2 separate regions of the Xenopus laevis genome follow, and region 2 is linked to region 1. Evidence: chromatin contacts called from public Hi-C data. All regions are on one chromosome and are shown on one strand. Each heading gives the region's core, a stretch centred on a gene start, on an enhancer-like site or on the middle of the called end of the contact. The rest is flanking DNA. Distances are from core to core; before and after follow the strand shown. Region 1 overlaps pknox2.S (homeobox protein PKNOX2). Region 2 holds the start of pknox2.S (homeobox protein PKNOX2).

Region 1 (4,529 bases), core at 216-2,715:
GGGCCAATAAATAATAATGTCTTTTACCTTGATACACTCCTGCAAAGGGAAAGGGTCCTAAGTAACATATACTGACCTGATTTTCTGTCCTACACATAGGGGCAAATTTACTTATGGTCGAATATCGAGGGTTAATTAACCCTCAATATTCGACTGCCGAATGGAAATCCCTAATTTACCCTAATTCGTTGTTCGATCGAACGATTAAATCCTTCAAATCCCCATAGGCTAACATTGACTTTGGTAGGTTTTAGGTGGCGAACTAGGGGGTCGAAGTTTTTTTTTTAAAGAGACAGTTCTTCGACTAGCAAATGGTCGAATAGTCGAACGATTTTTAGTTTGAATCGTTCGATTCGCAGTCGTAGTCGACGGTCGAAGTAGCCCATTCGATGGTCAAAGTAGCCAAAAAAAAAAACATTTGAAATTCGACGTTTTTTTTCTTCTATTCCTTCACTCGAGCTAAGTAAATTGGCCCCATAGTATAAGTCTGATCACATCTAATAATATATAATATCTCGGTGCTGCTGGTCATTTTTTCCAATATCTGATTTCTTTACCTTGCACCCGAGTTGAAACAAAAAGAGCGGAGTGCTGTCCAAATGGCTTTATATATATATATATACTGGGAGAAAATTCAGGATTGAACATAGGGTCACTTGCACCACGGACCATGTGGTATACATGGCCTGGTGCCCATGTGGACTGATTATGTGGGCAAAGCTTCTACGACTTACCGCGAGCGTATGAACAACCATCGTTGCGCCATAAGAGCGGCCCTCACTACGGGAAAGGCAGACCAACCTGTTGCCAAGCATTGGCTGGAACACCATCACACATTACCACAATTCAGACACATGATTATTGATCATGTTCCAGAGCCACGGAGAGGGGGCAATAGGGAGCTGTCACTCCTTCGCAAGGAATCAATGTGGATCTTCAAGCTGGACACTTTAGTACCAAAAGGATTGAATGAAACACTTCCCATGGCCCAGTTCTACTGATTACACTGGGCACATGGAGCCCAATGTCTGACATAGATAGATGGTCCAATAGATAGTACACACTGAACATTTACCGTTGGACTCTATACTTCCCTAGAGACTATACTTCAGTGAATGACTTTAAACATGGAGTTATTGCATAACTTGAGGATATCATTAAGATAAAATAGTGATGCATATACACTATACGGGTTAAGCCATGAGATTTGGCTGGCTGATGTCACTGGTGTTATAACTGTGATTAGGATTGTACTCTAAAAATAGTTTTTAAAAAAATTTTTTTGGTCACACTTTTCAGGTCCACAGAGGAGGGGATATGAGGTGCATAGGAAGGCCGGCCAAACACTGTGTTTCTCATCACGCTGCCCAGGTCTGCCATGAGACATCCAGGGTTCACTGTACAGCCTGGCATAGGTGTACAGCACACTGCTAACCCACTTTGCTGTAGGCGGATTGCCCCTGAGCTCCCTCCCAGCTCCCCTAAAGCAGGACGGAAGGTCGTTATACCCCTACGCACATCTTTGGTCCTACACTCTAAACACTTGGGTGCCATGTGGTGGCCTACGTGTTTGGGGGATTGCCAGAGAAGCGTTATGAGAGGAGACATAGCGCGGTTGGGAACAGCAGTGCTTCACAGATGTTTCCCTGTGGGAGTGATGCTGCAGCTAGAGGGGGTGTGTCACCGGCCAGAAGCCGTGTGGGGCTCCCCTTTGGCTAACAGCACGAAGGGAGGGGAGGAGCAAGACTCACAGTAGCTACGGGAAGGCTCCGCATAGACACAGAGAGATGTATCGATCGAGCAACAATGGGCGCAGTAAAAGGCGGTATCGGCAGGACCGGCAGCTAATGTGATGACGGGAACAACAGCTGATGGCGACAGAGAGGAAAACTAGTGATACATATCCTCCGGTGGGTCTGATGTTTGTTCACGCACTGGCCACGTATATGGCAAAGAGAGGAGCACGGAGGGGGGTACACATCATGGGAAGGGGTGTTGGTTTTAGCGCACCTATTATACATTGAGGCCATGGCTCAATAGACCCTGGTTGTCACTACGTCACAGTAATCTATATGCACATTTGGTTTGAAGCGATGGGATGGGTATACACACTCTTGTGGTGATTGATGGGTTGTACACACCCACCTATGACGTCTTGCCTAAAAATAAACAGGGAAGTGCAGTTAAGCTGTATGATATGATCTGAAGGGGAATGCCTACTGTTGATAGGGTTAATTTTCCCTCCCAATAAGGTAAATAGGAGGCAGTTAATAGCAAAGCTATACAGGTAAAAGGCATGTGCACCCATGCCTATGGGCTCTTCCTTGGATATCTGAAAGAGGCAGGTCTCTTCTGTGTGTCTGAAAGAGAGACAAAGTTCTTGCTGTTCCCAGTAAGAGCAAGCCTGATGGAGAAACAAGAGGCATATGGAGCCTGGGACAGAAAGAGTGTCTGAGATTGAGAGTTGGAGAACCAAAGGGTCTGAGCTAGAGAGAAAAAGCAAGTGCAAGGGTCTTGTGCATGTAGAAAGGCAGTGTTTGGAAAAGTGCAGCAGTCAATGTAGCTTGGATAACATACTTTATCTCTGAACTGTGAGTAACAGGGTGCTAACCTTTTAGCTAACCTTGTGGTGGTCCAAAGTCTGGGAGAGGCCCTAGGGTAGTCACAAAAACTATAATCTCATTTGAGACAGACTGTTATATATATTTTTAATGTCATATAACCATATAAAGACAAACACCCTGTTGATGTGTTTTTGTTGTTGAACAATTAAAGTTTTATTATTCTGCATTTTTCTTTTCCCTGTCTCATCTCTGCCTCATATCCCATATGGTCCTCATCCTTTATAGCCTTCACATTTTCTCTGTAATAACTATACCTTGCGTTTAATGGTAAGGTTAGCTTAAGTTTAATATTTCTTTCTTTTAGATTCAAGGTCCCAAGCATTTCGGGATGCCATACTGATCTATATTAGTATAAAATAAAGTAGAGTACTGCACTCAATTATTACCGATTTATTTTGCAAAAAATGATAGCAAACATTTCCTCAAATTACTTTTTACTCAGTTACTTAAGTTTCCTTATGGGACTCTTGTAAGAAATGTATGTAAATGTAGCCATGTAATTGACAAATAATCAATAGACAGATCAATAGAGACAGTGGTGAAACATTAGGTCTGACAAAATAGTCTGTCACTTACAGTAAATTCATAAATAAGCATTTGGATTTTGAAACCAAATCAAATATGCTTACTGAAAGATTCTTTAGTGCGTTCATGAAAAAGTTTGGTGATAACTGATACCACAGTGGTTCCTTTTATTTTATTGTTGACAAAAGAGAATTTGCTGAGAATTTGTGAGTGGCACAATTTTAGGGGAGAGGGTCCCTTAGCAAAACAATTTATTGGCACCCACATGGGAAGGTGGGAATGGCTCAGTCCCTCAGCCGTACAATGAAGCTTCTCCCCTCCAATTCTTGCTTATTTTTTGTGGTGCAGGTGGCAGCAGAGAATCTGGAACCATACAGCAAACCCCACAGCAATCCAGGCTCCCTGCAGTCCCAGGATCTGCTGTATTTCTAGTTACACAGTCCCCTGTCACTGTATTCTATCTAGAATCTAACTTCACCAAATCAGAATCTAGCATTAGTTTACACATCATTAGAATTAGCACACTGTAGGGCTAAAAATGTCTAGTTCTGGTTATCTGGCTATTTTTATTCTAAAGCTATGATATTTAATCAAAAACTGAAAAACATGGCAAGTTACTTGCATTTTCTAAAATCACTTTCCTCTAGATAAACATCACAGATTTCTAAAAATCAATTCTTACTGTACTGTTATTGTACAGATTGTACTCCAGATGGCAGAAGTGAGTTAGAAATCGGTTTATTTATCCACTGGAAAGAGCGAAAAGGAAGATGTGTTATAATCATCAGTTTAGCCTTGTACCAATACATAAGAGATATTCCGTTTTACTTTTGAGCACATTTCATGCAAGGCAAGTCATTAACATTTACATCCATTCCAGGCATTTGGAATGAAACTATTAGCCAAGACTGAGAAAGTGCTATTGAAAGCAGAAAAGAGAGCTATGCACTGTGTTTAGTAAATAAAAGATATGTCTCTTCACCCTATAAGTGCATACATGAAATAGAAAGATAAGAGAAGTCACCAAGGAGTTCTGTGACCATATAAAGGCAGAAAGCTGCAGGTTGAATGCCTAGCTTTTAGTCACAATACTTTAAGGTGACTTCTAAAAGATTCCCATTGCAGAGTAGGAGGGTACATTATTTATTATAATATGCAAGATTCATGCCATAAAGATGACATCACTAAACACCGATTTCAGTCTGACGAGGTTTTGATTTTGTTTTAAGGAACGTTCAGCTTGGCAGTTTTTTGAAGAAAATTGCAGTAGATGAAAAGAATATATTGTATATTGTGTGTTAAAACCACTGGCGGTTCCAGGAACAGGGGCTTAAAATGCATTTAATAGGAATGATGGAAAATCCACATGGACAACTCTGT
Region 2 (4,243 bases), core at 916-3,415, 390 kb after region 1:
ATCTAAGTCCAAAGCAGCCTCTAAAACCTGGTAACTTCTAAACACTATTTCCTTCCTTCTTAATTGCCACAATTAAAATCTGCCAAAAAAATTATTACACAACACATCTGTAGAATGCAAATGAACACCATTTAAGCAGTATATTATCACAAATAAAAACCTTCATCTGAAAAACAATGCCTGTTATGGACTTTCAATGGCTTTTAGATGCAAAATTCTGACATATATATATATATATATATATATATATATATAAATAAATATATAGGTTTTTTTATTGTTTGCTGTTAACGTTGCAGGAAAACAGAAGGAAGAAATGTAAAGTTTTTAAAGGCCTGATTTGAGAGTCAAATAGAACTTTTTGTTGAGACATAACATAGTTTTAAAGACGGAAAAATAAAGTTACTAGAACAAGCCGTTAAAATCTGAGACTAGGAAACTTTGTGGTCCCACCAGAACCCTACAGTAATACAGACTAGAAGTTTGAAAAACACTTTCCCTTCACGTATTGATAAAAGGCCCCAAACCTAATCTGTAATTCTGTTGAAGTCCTGCTTAATTTTTTTCCCAAAATTAGCCTTTTTTTTCATTTGGTAAGACTGCTGCTCTGAACCTTGTAATGTGATTTGAATCCTATCATTCGAATCTGTTCTATATAGGAAATGAACTGCAAAGCGTGTGAAATCAATAAAAGTTCTCAATTAAGAGAAGAACATCAGGGAATGTCACAGCAGTAAAACTTGATATACTTAATAGCAATGTACTAATCACATCTTTCTCATTTGTGCCTCGCAAGCTGAAATTAGAAGAATATTGTGCTGGGTCTTACTACACAATATACAAATATAAACAACAACTCTTAACCCTTAATAACCCTTAATAATTATTAAAGTGCATCTTTTATGAGCAATAAATATCACTGTTACAGTATTAAACTATAATGCCGACTAACTGAGAAAGCTCTCTGAAATACAAAGCAGCAGCTAAAAAGTTCAATAATTGTGCAAAACACTAGGCAAAATCTTTAGAATGAGGCAAATGCTAATGGATCAGAAATCACATGCACCCACACTTCACAGCTCCAAGAGGAAAAACATGTAATCCAATAAAAAACAACTTCTTTTATATTTGCTACTCTGCCGAACACGGCAGACACTGGCAGCCCTATAGGTGAAACTTAATGAAATGCTTAAGTAATAAGAAAAACCTAATAATTCCCTACTAAAAAATCAGTTTGTGAACAGTTTTTACATATAACAGTGTAACACCTTTATTTACTACGGAATGATCTACCATGCAATATCACAGATAATTTATATTACACTAAAGTTTTCATACGTTTCTCTCCAACCAATAAGTATATGGCAAACCCCAAATATCATCTCTAATAAAAATACACAATTACACACACACATACAGATATACCATGAAAAGACAGATACAACACCAAGGAAAAGCCCCAAGAAAACCAGTTCTTCAAATGAAAAATATATGCACAATACAGTCCCATTCTTCTTTCTTTTATTAAAACATTTCATAAAGTATCAATAGTCCCAAAGTGTAGCATAAAAAGAACAGCAGCTGCAGGCCAGGGCATAAAACGGTGGTAAATAAAAATGCAATTAAAAAGAAAGATTTCCAAATCATCAAAAGAGAAAAAAAGGTCTATTGCTTTACTAGCACAAAAATAGTAAAATAAGAATATGCATGGGATTCTAGAAATCAGAGAGACTGTCCTGCAAAAAATGAGATTTTTTGTAAAATTCTTATTATATAAGAATTAAAAATGCTATGTATATTTGGGTGTGAAAGGAGAGCTTGCTGAAATCCGGGCGGCGAGGATGAGGAGTGATTAGCAACTAAAAGGCTGTTGCCCTGATCTGCCTCCTCCTCCTCTTGTGCCCTGTCTGAGAGAAGAGCGCTCTGGTTATGGGACTGTGGGAAAAAAAAAGAAAAAGAGAGAGGCGCACACACTGCAATGAGAGCACACGCACACACAGGCTGCAAGGAAGCAGCAACAGCGACGGCAGCAGCCCGCAGCCTGGAAAGCAGCTCCTGACATTGAGAATGAATGACAGCTTACCTGAGTGCCAATCTTCATCAGACTGACACTGGTGTGACAGCACAGCCTATACTTCCCAGCAAAGACTGTGACGTCAGGGAAGGGGGGCCTGAAGGCACTCCTCTTTCTTCATCTTCTTTTGGCTTAAAGTAGTATACGTTTATTATTAGAGGTTTTGCGCCATCTACTGGATACTTTCGTTTCCCATTATTCACATGTTAACAGGTGTGGTATAATCATTTCAAAAATTAAAAATGAGAATTTTTATTTAGATAATTAGATTTCTTTTTTCATTTTTTTTGTATACATTGAGATTTTTAAAAGCATGTTTGCACATGAAGCAGGTAAAGTCATGTACAGGGAGTCCTCGAGTTACATACACCTGACTTACATACAACTCGCACTTACAAACGGGGGCTGTTACAGAAACATACTTTGGTATGCTTGACTTTTATTAGCATTCAGCTTTAATAAACCACCAGCCTCAATGCCTGCTGGTGTGTGTTGTCTACTGCAGAGCACAGAAAGGTAAAAATAAATACTATGTTAAAACAGACATCTGTCTAAGTTGCATTTAATAAGTAAATGTCTATGTTTCAACATACAAATTCAACTTAAGTACAAATCTACAGACCCTATCTTGTAGGCAACCCGAGGACTGCCTGTAGTAATATTTTAAATCACAAATGCCCAATATCATATAGTACTTGTAATTGTACTCCAACAATTATTTCTTTTTAAAATTACATTAAATGGTGAAGTAATTTACAGAGTGTGAAAAAAGAGATCTTGTTCTAGTGTTTCTTTTGCTTCTATATCATTTAGGTGAATGGATGTCTCAGAAAGATGCCACCCTGTCCTGTGACTACCCAGATCTGAAAGGCAGACTCACTTGTCAACTAGTTTTTGGCATCATTTTTACGTGTCCTATAGATAGGGAGGCTTTGAAGGGATTTCAGAGTAGTTAGTTTACGAAATGCCAACAAAATTCCATCCATCAACTACATTTCGGCATATACAATCATTTGTCTACTGATCTGCATGTTTCTTTTCATTGAAAGTTGTAATTTAAGAAGGAAATGTGATATAGGCAAGTAATCATATGGAATTAACCATCACAACGATGTTGGGTCTGGGACTGCCCAAGATCTAAGAACGGTAAATCTGAATACTGGCATTGGAGCAGGGTCAGACTGGGAACAAAGCAGCCCACATATAAATGTGCAACATCGTTGGCATACCCCCCCCAGTTAAAAAAAAAAGCATTGGTGGTCAGCCCCCCATAAAACGAAAAAACAATTGGGGGTCAGGGACAACCATAAAAGAAAAAAAAAATTGGTTGCCAGCCCTACGAAGTAAAAAAAAACATTAGTCAGCCCCCCTAAGTTAAAAGAAAAAACCTGGTGGCCAGCCCCCCAAGTTAAAAAAAAACATTGGTGGCCAGCCCCCAAGTTAGAAAAAAACATTGGTGGCCAGCCCTCCCACAAGTTAAAAAAAATGGTGGCCAGGATCCCTCCATTAAAGTTAAAAAAAAAACATTGGTGGCCAGGGATATAATTAAAACAAAAAGACCATTGGTGTTCACTGGAAACTAACCTTTAAAATTGGACAGGCCGTCTTCTACTTCTTAGGTGACAGCAGCTTCTTCATTCTCCTCTGCGGCTTCGACTCTCATTTGGTGACTCCTAGCTTCCCTGGCCCACTTAACCAAAAATGAAATGCTCGTCGGGCAAGTCCAGGCCTGCTTTGGAGCATCAATAAGTGACGACTTTGTTAGTTACTGCTGGTTTTTCAGCATCCAATCTCTCACACACTAAGTAAACTTAACATTAGTGATGAAGGATGGACTGAATGGCATAGAGTGTTAAGACAGAGCCTTGGTCATGGAAGCATGGTCTTTTGTCATCTGAAACAAGACACAAGACTCTGTAACCCCACCAGCATACCAGCCAACATCGCTAATGTCAAGTATGCCCCCTACTTCAGCTATCCATGGGATGCTGAAAAAACACAGTGGGTGACTAGTAGAGGGACTAATCATTGTGTAGCAGAGTTCTAACTGTAACAGTTGCTCAGTGGGTAGGTAAAGGGTCCAAAATACTAATTCAATCCAATTTTGTTGGGCACTATTTTTGCTGCAGGAATACCTGCAATACTACCGTAGTATGTAACAAAAATATA

Evidence for each region. A called contact is a pair of places that touch in the nucleus more often than the background predicts.
Region 2: a Hi-C map of the XL177 cell line shows a contact between it and region 1, with 7 times the contacts expected there. The contact joins the promoter of pknox2.S here to the enhancer-like site in region 1. A contact is called at or near these places in 2 of 4 Hi-C or Micro-C datasets (the XL177 cell line and the XTC cell line).

The regions. Positions count from the first base shown.
Region 1 is chr7S:62,125,591-62,130,119 of Xenopus_laevis_v10.1, forward strand. The region is part of intron 12 of pknox2.S (homeobox protein PKNOX2); the gene reads right to left. Among protein-coding and RNA genes, the nearest start is that of fez1.S, 70 kb to the left of the region's middle. Within about 2 kb of position 1,466, at least 5 of the 7 cell types and tissues checked have an H3K27ac peak or open chromatin away from gene starts, as enhancers often do.
Region 2 is chr7S:62,517,153-62,521,395 of Xenopus_laevis_v10.1, forward strand. It overlaps pknox2.S (homeobox protein PKNOX2), which reads right to left and starts at 2,166. Exons shown (of 15, transcript XM_041571318.1): 1 at 2,084-2,166.